Regions from separate parts of the Sus scrofa genome. Here region 1 is linked to region 2. The links are chromatin contacts, called in public HiChIP or PLAC-seq maps. All regions are on one chromosome and are shown on one strand. The core of a region is the stretch at or near the end of the contact, and the rest is flanking DNA. Distances in the headings are between cores, read along the strand shown. Region 1 holds the start of LOC110256626 (proline dehydrogenase 1, mitochondrial). Region 2 holds the start of TXNRD2 (thioredoxin reductase 2).

Region 1 (6,643 bases), core at 2,178-4,677, 240 kb before region 2:
TCCAGTGGTTGTGCAACAGATGAACATGTGCAAAACTCAGAATGAATGTGAGTTCCACTGGAGCCAGGCCACCATCACCTGGACCAGCGGGGACTCAGCATAGTCACCCAGGCCGTAGCTGACCCGCAAGTCAAGCACATGTGTCCTCGGGAAAGACACTTAGCTTCGTCCTCCAATCATATCCCACCACACCCCAAATTTCTGCCATCCTTCACTCAAGTGTTCCAGGCAGCTGCCTCCTGCCCGGCATAATTCTAGGCTGAATGAAACAGACAAGGAGCTCACCTCCTAGTCAGAAAGAAGGAGGGGAAGGTAACTCCACAGTGATTCAAATGGAGGGTGAGGGGTGCTGGCCAGGGCAGGGTGAGACCTGTTTGCAAGGAGGTGACATGGAACACCTGTTCTGGGTGCAGCCAAGACAGGAGGAACAAGGACAAGGAGGGGCAAGGGAGCAGACCACTGGGAGGACACAGCCATCATGTGTCTGAGAATTCCCGGGTGGCCACTCTTGCCACCTCCAGTTCCAAGACAGGAAAAGCCTAAAGTGTCTCAAATGCAGTGAACAACAGAACCCCACCTCTTTTTGTGAGGACCATCTCTTGGGATCAGGGTCTTAGAGAACAATCTCTGACCTAAGCAAACACATGAGCGACTCACACACCTTTATCCGCCAAGAGTCCCCAGAGCCCACACCCGCTCAAAGGCAGACACACCAGAACTGTGGCTGGTGCTTCAATGAGATGCTTAGGGGCCACACCTATAGGAGCCACACCTATAGGAGCCACACGGTATCCCAGGGGTGAAGGTTTCCAGGCCATCGCTTCTGCCTCATTGCAGTCTCTGTGCAGCGTCTGGTTTTACCGCATCTCATTATTTTTATAAAGAAGAGCAGAAATGGAAAGTGAAAGTGCCAACCTGGGAGACGGCCAGGCCTATGTTGCCTTATAGGAGGTCTGGCCAGAAGTCAGACTGAAGACAGAAAGAAGGAGGGGAAGGTAACTCCACAGTGATTCAAATGGAGGGTGAGGGGTGCTGGCCAGGGCAGGGTGAGACCTTCTTTCTGTCTTCTTTCTTTGCTCCAACAGGCCAGAGCAGCCTCACAGGAAGAAAAGCCAGGTCTTGGACACATCAAAGTTCACCCCAGAGGTAGGTGAGGTGAATCAAGGACCTGAAAACCATCCCTTAGCTCTGGAAAAGGCCTGAGGTCATACATGCCAGTTCTGCAGAAACCCACTGTGTGTGGAAGTGGGCCACTGTCTGCACTTGACCCAGCAAATTTTCCTGACCAGGGCCACATGGTAAATAATTTAGGCTGTGTGTCTGTTGTAACTACCCAACTAGCATGAAAACAGCCCTAGCCAATGCCCATCAAAGGTGGAGGAGCAAGGCTGATGCTGGGATGTGGTCCAGGGGTCATGGGCTGGCGACCTAATGATTCCCAAAGGGAGGCAGGGCTCAAAGGGAACCACAGCGAAGGCTACCGGAGTAACCTCTCACCCTCTCACCCTGGCTAAGGGGAGGCCAGCCAGTCACAGAGGGCTATGGAAGCACCTGGGGCAGGGCTGGCAGTTTTAAGCCAACTCCAGAGCAAAGCAGTCCCTGTAAAACCACCCCCGCATCAGGCATCCCCCAGGGTGGCACTAACTGAGGCCAGGGTGGTCCCACCTCTTCTCCAGAAAGGAGCATCCTTCATGAATTTAGTAACTTGAACTAGAAACACAAACACTCATTTTCATTATAAAAGGCTCCAAGAGATGCCTGCAGAGTGAGGAGGACGGGTAAAGCCGGTTCTCTCCTCCCTAAACCCCCCACCCCCCCAGGGCCCATCCCCCTCTCTCACACACTCCAGCACTGGCTCACACCCAAGCATAGAGCCTTTCATCCTGGAAGACCTGGATTTTCTAAACCCTTCTCAAAAAGAACAGCCTCCTGGCAAGTGCAGGCCCCCCACTGGGTCCTGAGCCAATGCCACAGCTCCAACTGGGCTCCTCCTGCAGGCTGACATTCCCCTGGGCAGGAGCTGCACAGACCTGCACTGACTCAGAAGGAGGAATTCTTGCTGCAGGCCAGAGTACAAGGAGGAGGTACTCTGGTAAGGGGCCCACAACACTGCAGCTGGCCTCTGTCCCAATCCCTCCAGCACCAGGCCCCAAGACCACTGTCACCAGTGGAACAGGTCCCACAGAGGGCAGGCAGAGGACCCAGCACAGTTACTGGGCTTCTTAAGGATGTCCCCAGGGCACACAGGACAGAGAGGAGCCTGGGAGGAGCCTCCTTGCTCCTCCAGGCACCCATGGCACTGGCACTTGTCCCAGGCAGGCACCCAAGGGACAGTGGAGCTGACATGTCCCTCCCACCATCTCCCACAGTACCCCAGGGCCCCAGCTCTGCTAGATTCTCTGATTTTGAACTTGGCCCCCTCAGAGCCACCCAACTTTAGACCTCACCACTCACCCACGTGGCCTCACATTCACCTATGCCCAAGGTGTGGCTCGTTGCTTCTTCCAGATGTCTCCAGAGCCTCTCCCTCAGCCCACATGCCCTCAGCACAGTCTCACTGAGAAGTCAACACCAATGCATGAAAAGCTTTCCAGACCCTCCACATCAACTGGACTCTGACTTTTAAACTGTTCCCAGGATCAGAAGTGACTAAGACACTTCTGCTTTTTACTTCCTCCCAAGCTCTCATACTTTTCTAAATACTGTATTAAAGTTTCAAAGGCTGCATATTCAGGAAAATTCCCAGTTTCCCTCAACACTGTTCAGAGTGGCCACTTCTGGGGATCCCTTGGGTCACGGCTTCCTAGAACTCTGGGGTCCTAGGCTATGAGTCCTTCAACACAACCAAGCTTCCCTGCGGGCGACATGGACAACACTCAATTTTACCTTTTAGGTGAAAATTTAAACTAGTCTTTGTTTGTAGTTGCTAGTAACTGACACAGTAAAATTTAAGGGCCTGAGAGGGAATGCAGGAAACACCTCCCTTCCTGACTTCCCGGCTACAAGCGATGCTCCAGCGACCCTGCTTTCCACTTCGAAACTTCATAGAGGCACCGAGAACCGGCAGAAACGCCCGCGGGGCCCTATCCGCGCGTCCCTCCTGCACACCCCCCCGCCCCCCGCGCACCTGCTCGTGGCGCGCCAGCAGAGCGGGAGAGGCGCAAAGGCGCAGCACCAGCAAGCTTCGCACCAGCTCCCAGCTGCGCCGGCTCCGGTACGCCTCCTGCGTGTTGCCGAAGTCTACAGCGGGTACTGGGGGCCGCGCGGCCTCGGCCGCCCCAAGTCCCCGCTCGGCTTCCGGGCCCGCGGCAGGCTGCTCGCGAGTCGCCGGCGCCGTAGACAGTGGGGCGCGGCGGGGGAGGCCGGAGCGCAGAACAGAGAGTACCCGCCTCAGACCCATGGTTGGGCTTGAGGGCAAGCCGCCGGCTGCTTAAGTACCCGCCGCCGGCCCCGCCCTGCGCTCGGCCCCGCCCCGGCTCTCAGCCCCGCCCGCGTCCTCTCCCTGCCGCACCCTGAGCTTCGAGCTACGCCCTCTACCCAGAGGCTTCATCCCGCGCCTTGCCCAACGGTGCGCATCCACTGGCAGGCCCCGCCCACCAAGGGGCGGCCACGTGCGCCCAGTACCCTGAAAGCCCCGCCTTCTCAGCTGGTGGCCGCACCCCCTAGGAGACCCTGCCTCCTTGGCTGACCGGCCTCCACCTGCACCACTGGAACTCCGCCTCCCACCAACATCGCACAAATGCACGCCTGGGTCTGACTGTAGGTGTGACCTCACTCGGAGCTGACCTCACCCCCCACCTTGCTCACCTGTTTCACCTCATTTGCTGGGTGCTCCACGCATCTCGGTGTCCTGGACACAGTAACCTGTTTGGCACTTTGGAGTGTATAATTGTGGGGTGGTCCTGTGTATGCAGGACGTTGATCAGCACCCCAGGCTTCTAACCGCTAGGTGCCAGGGGCATCTCTCTCCCAGACCTTGCTGATGTCTCCAGGGGGTACCATCTTCACACCCTGCATTGAGGAGGCTTCTAGACTTGGTCACAGGTTTCCTCCTGCCGCCCCCGCCTCCACCCCCGCCCCCCTCCCCTTTGAAGTTGAAAGGGAGACACAGGGGGCAGGTGGTTAAGACCCAGGAGCAGAACTTGGGGATCCCTTCAACAGTTCAGAAACCTAGTTTGCCAAGAGTAGGCCAGCCTTGGCAGCTGGCCATGGTCACCCCCCCATTTCCTTTTCTGGATGAACTTCCTCCTCCCGAAAGCCATTCAGGGACTCCTTGCTGCCACCTGGACAAGACTGTAGGGCTCAGCCTGGCTCATCAGCCCTCTCAGCTAGGCCCTGCCTACACCCACCTTACCTCTCATTGTGTAGGTCAATCTGCTGTCCCTCCCCCTGCACCCAGCTCCTTCCCTCTTCCTCAGGGTCAGCTGGGCACCAACTTGACCTGACAGCTCCCTCTTTTTACACTTGTCTCTGCCTCCTGCTGTGTCCCTCCCCAAATGCCCCACGAGGTGTCTTTACTGAATGAAAGAAGGAGCACCTGTGACGTGGGAAGTTTGATGCCAGGCCCTAGGCTGGTGACTGGGTTGGAGACTCATCCTCCAGGCCCTGCCCTGAGCCCTGAGCCCCCTTGGATCATGCCCAGCCCACACCCGGCACCCTGGCTCCTGCTTTCTATGCAGACACCCCATTGGTGCCATGTCTCTTCTCTGCTGGACACATCAAGCTGGCCTGGGCTGCATTCCCTCAAGAGCATCTGCACCTGTTACCAGGATTGAACCCAGGTCCCCAGTCCTCAGCATTCCCCCCAGGAACACATGTCAAGACAAAGTGCAGCTGAGCAGTTTCGCAGGTACCTGGTGATATACACACCAGTCGGTGTGAGTCTGCGCTCCCAGCCAACACACAGGGCTGGAGCTGAACCCGACTCCAACCCTCCCCACCAGCCTGGTACCATGCTCAGCCCATTTCCAGGATAATCTGGATTTTGTCTGCCCCTGCCAGTGACATCACTCTAATGTGCTTGTTTTAGTGGCCAGAGTGGTGAGGGTACCGTGGCACCACCAGCTGTACCACGGTTCACTGCACTGATAATGAAGAAGGTTGATAATTGTCCACATTTGGCAAAATGATTGCACATGTGAAATGCCAGGTCAGCTCATGGGCTGAACTTCCCGCACATTGTCTCTCCATCTCTGCTCTGACTCAAGAAATAAAGGATAGAGTCTAAGGCAAAACACAGCTGACAAGGTCAAGGCAAGTTCCAGGCCAACCTCACAGAGGAGGCAGCACAGTCATGTGGTGGTCAGTCCACAGGAGTATGTTCAGCCCTGCCTCGTGCGGGGAGGTCGCACTGGGTTCCTCACCTCACGTCAGCCCTGGACCCCTGTCCTCCAGCTCAGGAGGTTGAGGCAGATCTGAGAGGGCCAGACCTCAGGGGACCTGGTCATGTGGCAGTCACTTGCTGGTCAACCCCCCTGAGGAGGGCCAGTCAGCAAGGCCAGGGGCTTCAAGGAAGAAGCAGCCAGGCCACAGACCCTGGTGAGTGGCCAGCCTGGCCATCTCAGGCCCCCCCCCTCTTTGCACATTCCTGTGGTCCAGCTCTTCCCAGAGAGCCTCCTTGAGTTCCTCCTGCGCCCCTTCTCCTACAGACATGCAGTGAAATGTTTGTTTTCATTTCATCCATGAACATGACATTGGCACTCTGTCAAAGTTATTATTTTGCCCTATGCCTCTTCCTGTATTTCCTGAAATATTTGCCTGAATTGTGGCTCCACGTCAGACTCATTGCAATTTATTACATTTTGCTGCTTGCTCTGTACCCATTTGTACTGATATATTTGCTCCATCTGCACACAGAGAATTTCATTCACATTTGTTTAATTTGGGGCTTGTCTTCCTATTATCGGCCTGCACCGAACACAGGCCAGTGTTTGCTCCCCCAGAGCGTAAATTCCCTCATTGGCACATTATCCCTTTATCCTACCCCCTGCCAGCGTTCACAGATTCTGTCCAAGCTCTATTTAACTCTGTGATTTTAGTCATTTTTTTTTCAGAGCTAGTAAAATATGATTGCATTTCCTGACATTAAGATTGCTCAGGCCTAGAACAAGCTACTGTGTTTACGTGAATGTCGTTACGCTTCACTACACTGGCTGCTTTGTGTGGTGACTTTCAATATGTGTGAGGAAAGGCACTCAGGTCCCCCCCGCCCCGTCCCAGATTCTTTCTCTGTGAAATCAAATTGTCTTCTACATGCTGACAAGCATGACAATCACACCCTTCCCCTCGGGGAGTTACGACTGCTGCTCCATTTTATGCAGAGAAAACTGAGGCTCAGAAGGGCAGGACCACCCGCCCAAGGGCCCACTGCAGGATTCGAAGCCAGGGTTACTGTCCCCAGAGTCCTCTTCCACCTTTTCCAGTTGTCAGACTCCATCTGTGGAGCTGGCTGGCACTAGGCGGGGCACCTGCAGGCCAGGGATGCAGGAATGTGGGCCTTGGCCCAGGCTCAGGCCTTGAAAGGGAACGAAGCCCGAGGGACCTGAAGCCTCTGGTGATGGAAGGGCAGGCATGAAGCAGGCTCAAGGCTGGTGGATACACGTGTGTGGCTGAGGTCAGTGAGATGGAGTCCTTCCCTCAAATA
Region 2 (7,163 bases), core at 471-2,970:
AGGTGGCAGGAACTTCAGAGAACCCCTCACCACCACCCGTCACATGTGGGCCATTACATTCAGCCATCAAAAATCCCATGTCCCTTGGGCTCTGCACCAGGACACGGGCTTGCCTGCAACTCTGATGTCTATGCCATCAGCACAGATATTCACACTGCAAGCCAGGAAATCCATCTGGCTGCCACTATGGCCTCATCCCACCAACTAAAGATGCTGAGAATTGAACATCCGAAATCTTCTCAACTGGCTGACCTCAGGACTCAAAAACAGGGTTTACTGTTGGCTCCAACCATTCAGCAATGAGATTCTCCCTGACAGACCCCAACCAGGCCCCTCAGAGCCCTCTTCTCCACCTATAAAGGCCTCCTATAAAGACTGGAACAAACACTAACTGTGCCACAAAGCTCAAGGCCACTTCTGCAGGGTAGCCCAGCCTCCCAAGATGCCTGCCAACACTTACTGCTTGCAAAGAAAGCAACCATTGTAGCCGCACCTCCCAGCTTCTGCAGGAAGGCAGGAGCCCAAATTCCAGCTACTGTGTAAATGGGTGTCACATGGACCATGGTCTCTTTCCACTTTTTGTAATTTTTCACTCCCTGACTCTCTCAAGCCTCAATGTCTGCCGCATTTCTCCTTTTATCTTTTTTTCTTTTTCTTTTTCTTTCTTTTTTCTTTTTTTTTTTTAGGGCTGCCCTGCGGCATATGGAGGTTCCCAAGCTAGGGGTCGTAGCCATAGCTCCTTAACCCACTGAGCAAGGCCAGGGATCCAACCTGCGCCCTCATGGATCCTAGTCAGATTCATTTCCGCTGGGCCACCCTGGGAACTCCCCCACCCTCCTTTTAAAGGCCCAGCCCTCTCTGAGTAAGTCTAGAGGGATTCAAGTCCTTCCTCTACTGTGCAGTTACCAGAGTCTGCTGTGTTCTCCTAACTCCAGTCTTCGGGCAAGCCTCAAGGATGCCCCAGGAGTGGAAAGCCCTGGCAAGCAGCAGTATTCAGGAATCCGGCTGGAAAAGCCTAAAAGGCTGGTCTGGGGCAGGTCATACCCCAGCTTCCCCTTCCTGGTGGGGCAGCCAATCTGCTGAAAGGAAAGGCCCAGGGCAGTCCAGGGCCTGCCAGCAGTGCCCCTGGGAGGTGGTTAGGCCCCTTGACCATACCCCACAGTTGTCTCCCTCCAGAGGTCAAGGGCAGTGAGTCAGACTCTGATTCTGAAACCTGGTCCAGGTCCAAGCTCTCCCAGAAGCCACCCTCAACCCCAAGGTCTGAGTCCTGGAGGCTTGTAGTGGCCCCTGTGACCAAGTGGACCTGCACCACGACTCCCCCTCCCTCCCACCACCGGCCCCCATATCAGTAGACCCCACCTCATGTCCAGAGCCCCCACCCCAGGTCAGAGACCCCATCTCAGGTCAGAGACCCCACCACGGGTGGGAGCCTCCCCATGTCCAGGGATCCCGTCCCCGCCCCATGTCCGGAGAACCCCCTCCACCCCAAGTATGGAGATCCCCATCCCAGGTCCGAACCCCCATCCAGGTCCGGAGAACCCCACCCCAGGGGGAACTCCACCAGAGTCCTAATTCTCCCCGACATCCGAGGCGCCCTGATCGGCCCCAGACGCCCACTCCTCGTCTGGACCCCACCTGGTGGACCCTCGCGGGCGCACCCACCTTGTGCAGCCGTCCGTGCAGGCAGCGCGGCAGACAGCCCGGTCTGGCCGAGGACCCAAAGGCTGCGGCTGCTGAGACGATGGCGGCGCTGCGGGGACCTGCCGGGCTCTTCCGGTGGCGCTTGCGGGTCGTGCCGGGAGGGGCGCGGGGCGCAGCAGGTCCTGCGGGGGCAGACGGGGCGGAACGGGCGTGGGGTCGGAGGTCTGAGAGGGGGTCGGGGCTAGGGCGGGAGTCCTCGCGGGGGAGGAGGGGGTCTCCCGCAGGTCCTGCCGAGCGGAGTGACCACTGCCTGGTCCCCCAGCCCAGCGTTAACTAGAGTCCTGGCAGAGGTGATAATGGCAAGGCCACCACGTGCGGGTGCCCTGCACACCCCACGTGCCAGATCTCGCCACCTCCTGCCCAGTCCTAGCGCCACACAGCAGCATGTGCTCAATACATGCACAGGCAGGGAGTCACAGAGGGGACCAAGGGAACCCACGTGTTGAGCTCTGCTGGTGCTGTGGCTCTTCACTGCCCTATGGGGGCTCTAGGGGAGGAGAGGACTGGCTGCTGGACCTCCTGAGCTATCAAGGGTCCTGGGCCAAACCAGATGGAGATCCCATAACTGTAAGCAAGGGGAGGGGGGCTGGGCACAGGGGAGGGTTGGGGCCAGCCCTGCAGGACTGGCTCCCTCAGAGCAGACCATAGGACCACCATAACTGCCATGGCAGTGGGCCACCGCAAGCATGATGCATGCTCCCCACCACATACCTGAACAGGGACCACCCCCCAGACCTCACCCCTGGATGACCCCACAGGGAGTGAGTGCTGAGGGGCTGGAAGAGGGACAAGCAAAGAGCTCCTTCCCAGAGATGGTGCCCAGGGGAGGAGTGGCTGGCCTTTGGCCAGCCTTGTGCCTCCGTGGCCTGGGGAGCAGGGCTAGGGTAGCCCTGCAGAGTCTGGGGAGGCAGTTACCAGCTCAGGAGGTGGGGACGGAGCACTGCTTTCAGTGGCTTTGCTGGCCCTAAGGACCTTGCTGCACATGTCACACCGGAACTTTGCAATGTTTAAAAGCCCTTATGCAGCTGCAGTCAAGCCCAGGCCCTGCAGGCTGGTAGGAGAACTTGACCCTGGCTTCTGTCTCCACACTCAAGGCCAGAGGGGAGCCCCAGGGCCAGGGCGAGTAGGAGCTCACAGGGTGGGGGGATGGTGCCAACACCCAGCAAGGACTCCAGGGTCTGATTTTAAGCCTCAGCTTCCATTTTAGGCCGGAAACTCCTCTGAGCAGGAAGACACCTGCTCTGTCCAGCATGGGGGTGGCCGATGTAGCCCCTGAACAGGAACTGGAGTGACCGTGCTGCTGGTTTTCACCATTCCCGTAACCTCTGCTGCCAGGAAAGAGCATGGAAGGAGGACAGCTGTGTGGATGCTCCCCAAGCTGGCTTGCAGTGGCCTGTGGGCACCCAGGAGTTTCTACTTTCCCCAAAACACCATTCCCTCAGCAACCTGGCCCTACTTGCTGGGCTGCTCTTTGCTGGTTGCAAATCAGGCACCAGGTTCAGAGGGGAGCAGAAAATTAAAGGAAAGTGAGTTCAGGATATAGGGCAAGACAGACCTTTTCAGGCTGAGCCCTGTGTGCAGGGAAGAGGAGTGGTTGTGAGGTGCCCTATGGCGCCCCATGGTGTGAGTGGGTACATCTCCAGCTGACACCCTAAGGGCAGTGCCTACCCTGCCTGCCTGGGGGTCCTTTAGGACCCTTCCCCATTGACAGTTTCCTCAGACCCTCTCAGGTGTTTAAGGGCAGATTTCTTGCCTCTTCCAAGTGTTTATCAGACTAACAGGGCTCCTGGGCGTACACCGTGGGGAGAACAAACCGCCAAAGATAAGCCCACAATCCCTGGGGCCAGCTGCTTGCTTTGCCCTCTGCCTGATAGAGTGGGGCCGTGGGGCACGGAGATGCAGCAGGGGCCCTGCTGTGGCGGCAGGAAGGACAGGCACCTGCCATGGAAGGTAGGGATATTCTCCTGGTCAGAGCCTCCCCCACAGCATGGGCAATGGAGAGGGTGGACCTGGACGCAGCCCCCAGCTTCCTCCACCTTCCTCCCCTCCTTCCCCATGACCTGATGATTTTCTGTGATGCCTTCCTCCCTCCAGGGGGAGCAGGCCTGGTGCTGGGTGCCCTGACCCCTGCCTTGGCCCGGAGCTCTCACAGGCTGTCCCCCCTAGGGACATACCTGTCCTCACCACCCCTCCTGCGCCAGCATTTGCAGGAAAAACAGGTAACACCTGCAGGGCAGGAGAGGCTCCAGCCACCTCTGTGCTGGGGACAGGGGTGGAGAATGCAAGCCCCAAGGCAGTTCAGAGTCGCTGCACTCCCAGTCCTGCGGGCACTCAGAGGCCTGGCCTTACTCCCACTGCAAGGGCCACCAGACTTATGACCAAGGGTGACCTTTACAACTGAAAGACAAGTGGACTCAACGCAAGTGAGCATACAGCGTATGCTCAGACATTGGATGAAGTTGAGTTCAGGGCAGTCCTGCCAGTGAAATTGCCTTCCTGACATCGTGGGCGTGGTTATAGCCCTGCTGGCTTTGGCCCTACATAGTCTTGGCATCTGGGCAGACAACATGCCTCCTGCCATCATAGGGTAGCTCTCTGATCCCAGAGAGTGGAGCCCCCATCACCCGCGATGGGACAGAGCTGCCTGCCTCCAGGATGTGCCCAGGCTCCTCCTGGTCCTGCCTGTTCACCTCTCCCCTTCACCCAAGCAGGGCAGCAATGCTACGACCTCCTGGTGATTGGCGGAGGATCCGGCGGCCTGGCCTGTGCCAAGGAAGGTAGGTGTCCTGTGTCCCAGGCTTCCAAACCCCTGGAAAGGGCAGGGGGGCTCTCCAGGGCTGTGTGGGGGTGCGCCCTATGCAGCCCCAAGCTGAATGCATTGTCTCTGCAGCTGGCCCAGCAGCCTCCAGAGCCACCCCAATAGCCTTGGACTGTGCCCTGGTCCCTGTGAGCCCCAGCTGTCTTATCTGTGCAGCACACAGCAGTCAGCATAGCCCACCAGAGCCTGCCTCCTTAGCTCCTGTCCCAGCCTGGGACCTGCCTCCTGTACCCACGGTCCAGCGCTTCCCTCCCTCATCTCGCCCTCCCCCTCCTCACTATTTTACATGTACCTGATAGAGCTGGGGCCTACCCCCACCCCCAACCCATGATGCCCCCCAGGGAGCATTTTGGGGTGGGCCCTGGGAAGGTGCTGACCTTCTGGGCCTGGAACTTGGGGAGGGGAGGGGTGGGGGGAGGAGGGTGGGCCTGGAGCTGCCGTGGCGGGGGCAGTACAAAGACAGTGGTCAGGAGGAGGTCAAGGTGTCTGCCCATGGGAGCTGCTGACCCATCCTCCCTGCCCCCCCATCCCGGGTTCCCCAGCCCCAAATCAGCTCCTCCAGTCATGCCCACCTGCCCGCTTCTCTTGCCTTTCCAGCCGCCCAGCTGGGGAAGAAGGTGGCTGTGGTGGACTATGTGAGCCCTTCGCCCCGAGGTAGGCAGTCCAGCCGGGAGCCACGTGTCCAGGGAGGGGGGCTGATGATAGGGTGTCCTGCTTCTCCTGGAAGCTGCCATTACTTTGGGGTTCCTCATCCTGCTTATTGAAACCCAGTCTGAGGGCAGATGCAGAGGGCAGGTCCATGTAGCAGGGTCACCTGGGCTGCATTGGATCAAACAGCTCAGGATGGTGGTAGGACAGGGAGGGCAGTCTGAATATGGTCTCCCGCCAGGCACCAGGTGGGGCCTCGGTGGCACCTGCGTGAATGTTGGCTGCATCCCCAAGAAGCTGATGCACCAGGCAGCCCTTCTGGGGGGCGTGATCCGCGATGCCCCCCACTACGGCTGGGAGGTGGCCCAGCCAGCCCTGCACAGCTGGTGAGTACTTGGCCTGCCCAGGCCTTCCTGCTCCTTGTGTTGGGAGCTCCCTGGAGCCCACAGGCCTCGGGAGCTATTGGGTGGGGCTCTCGCCCCAGGGGCAACGCTGGGCCTCCAGATGTTTGGCAAAGTATGGAGACCTTTTTAGTTGTCTCCCCACCCCCTGGGACACCTCGACACCACCACACACCCCATGGCACCCAGTACATCCCTTGAAGGACCCCAGCCTGAAGGCCGTGGTGCTTTGGCCTTGGCAGTTGGTCAGGTGGTCTGCCCTTCCCCTGGGTCTGGGGCCTGCTTCTCTGACCCAAAGGTCCACAACCCCAAATCTGGCACAGAGGGTCCACCATGGGAACAGGGTCACCTTCACTACCTTGGGAAACACCTTTGCCTCTGGGTGTTCCTTTTAAGGGCTATTTGACACTTGCCTGGTGCTTTGTGGCATTTTACTTTGTGTGTAACAGGAGGAAAATGGCAGAAGCTGTTCAAAACCATGTGAAGTCCCTGAACTGGGGGCACCGGGTCCAGCTACAGGACAGGTACTGAAGCTGCACGAACTCTGGGTGGCTTGTGGGTGCAGAGGATTTCCTGGGTGCCTCAGGGGGTGTGGGCGCGGCTGTGGGGGCAATGAAAGGTGAGAGACAGTGAGAACCAGTGCTGGAAAGCTCAGTCACTTCCAGGCACCACATGCCCAGTCACCCTGTTCCTCACCGAGCCTGTTCTCCCAGCCACACTGTCCCCTGCCTGCCGGGTACCCCCTGGCCAGAGAGACGTTTGGGGTTGGGCTTGAGGAGGTGCAACTGGTGGCCTCTGCTTCCTGGTGGAACGTGCCCGGGTGACAGGATTGAGCTTGTGGAAGGCCCGGCCACGTCTGTCCTCACACACCAGGGCTGTGTTTAGGCCCTCAGGACAGCCCTGCCTGGCAGCTGTGGTCACCAAGTCCCAGGGAACTGGGGGGACAGCAACTGTACCCCCCCCAAGCTTCTTTGAGCTGGGCTGAGGTCACAGCTGAGCCAGCTGCATGGTGCTCCCTATATAATCCCAGGCCTAATGCCTGTTTTGCAGAGAAAATGTTTGAAAATCCTATTTTTATTTTGCAGAAAGGTCAAGTACTTTAACTTCAAGGCCAGCTTTGTCAACAAGCACACAGTTTGTGGGGTCTTGAAAGGCGGAAAAGAGGTGGGTGCCTACCTCCCGGGCTCCTGGGGGACAGTGCCAGCCTGTGGGCCTGGGTGAGCGGATCCAGCTCCTCAGTGACCAGTGCTGCTGGAAATGATGACACTGCTCCAGGGCCGGTCCTCATTCTTTATGAAGGAGGAAGTGATTTCACCAGGCTGCCCCTTGCTTGGGCACAGCATGGCCACCCCCATGCAGGGCTACGGGGCTGTGATTGGGCAGCTGGTCAAGCCTCACATGGGTGACCACAAGGTACCCGGGTGACCACAGCTGTCTCGGTTTATTCTCAGATTCTGCTTTCAGCCGAGCACATTGTCATCGCTACTGGAGGGCGACCGAGGTATCCTGCACATGTGAGTGTCCTCAGAACCCGCACTGCACCTGCCATTCATTGTCTGGTTACGCTTATCTCCCGCTCCAGCTCTGAGCACCCC

Evidence for each region. HiChIP or PLAC-seq counts read pairs in DNA pulled down with a chosen protein or histone mark.
Region 1: an H3K27ac HiChIP or PLAC-seq map of alveolar macrophages shows a contact between it and region 2. The contact joins the promoter of LOC110256626 here to the promoter of TXNRD2 in region 2. A contact is called at or near these places in 2 of 47 Hi-C or Micro-C datasets (retroperitoneal adipose tissue and subcutaneous adipose tissue) and 1 of 2 datasets of contacts at active chromatin or transcription factors (alveolar macrophages).

The regions. Positions count from the first base shown.
Region 1 is chr14:51,621,703-51,628,345 of Sscrofa11.1, reverse strand. It overlaps LOC110256626 (proline dehydrogenase 1, mitochondrial), which reads right to left and starts at 3,427. Exons shown (of 14, transcript XM_021072532.1): 1 at 3,128-3,427. The coding sequence starts at 3,400.
Region 2 is chr14:51,379,653-51,386,815 of Sscrofa11.1, reverse strand. It overlaps TXNRD2 (thioredoxin reductase 2), which reads left to right and starts at 1,720. Exons shown (of 18, transcript NM_001168702.1): 1 at 1,720-1,820; 2 at 4,413-4,478; 3 at 5,117-5,173; 4 at 5,409-5,553; 5 at 6,018-6,092; 6 at 6,654-6,732; 7 at 7,020-7,082. The coding sequence starts at 1,742. It also overlaps a transcript of COMT not described here.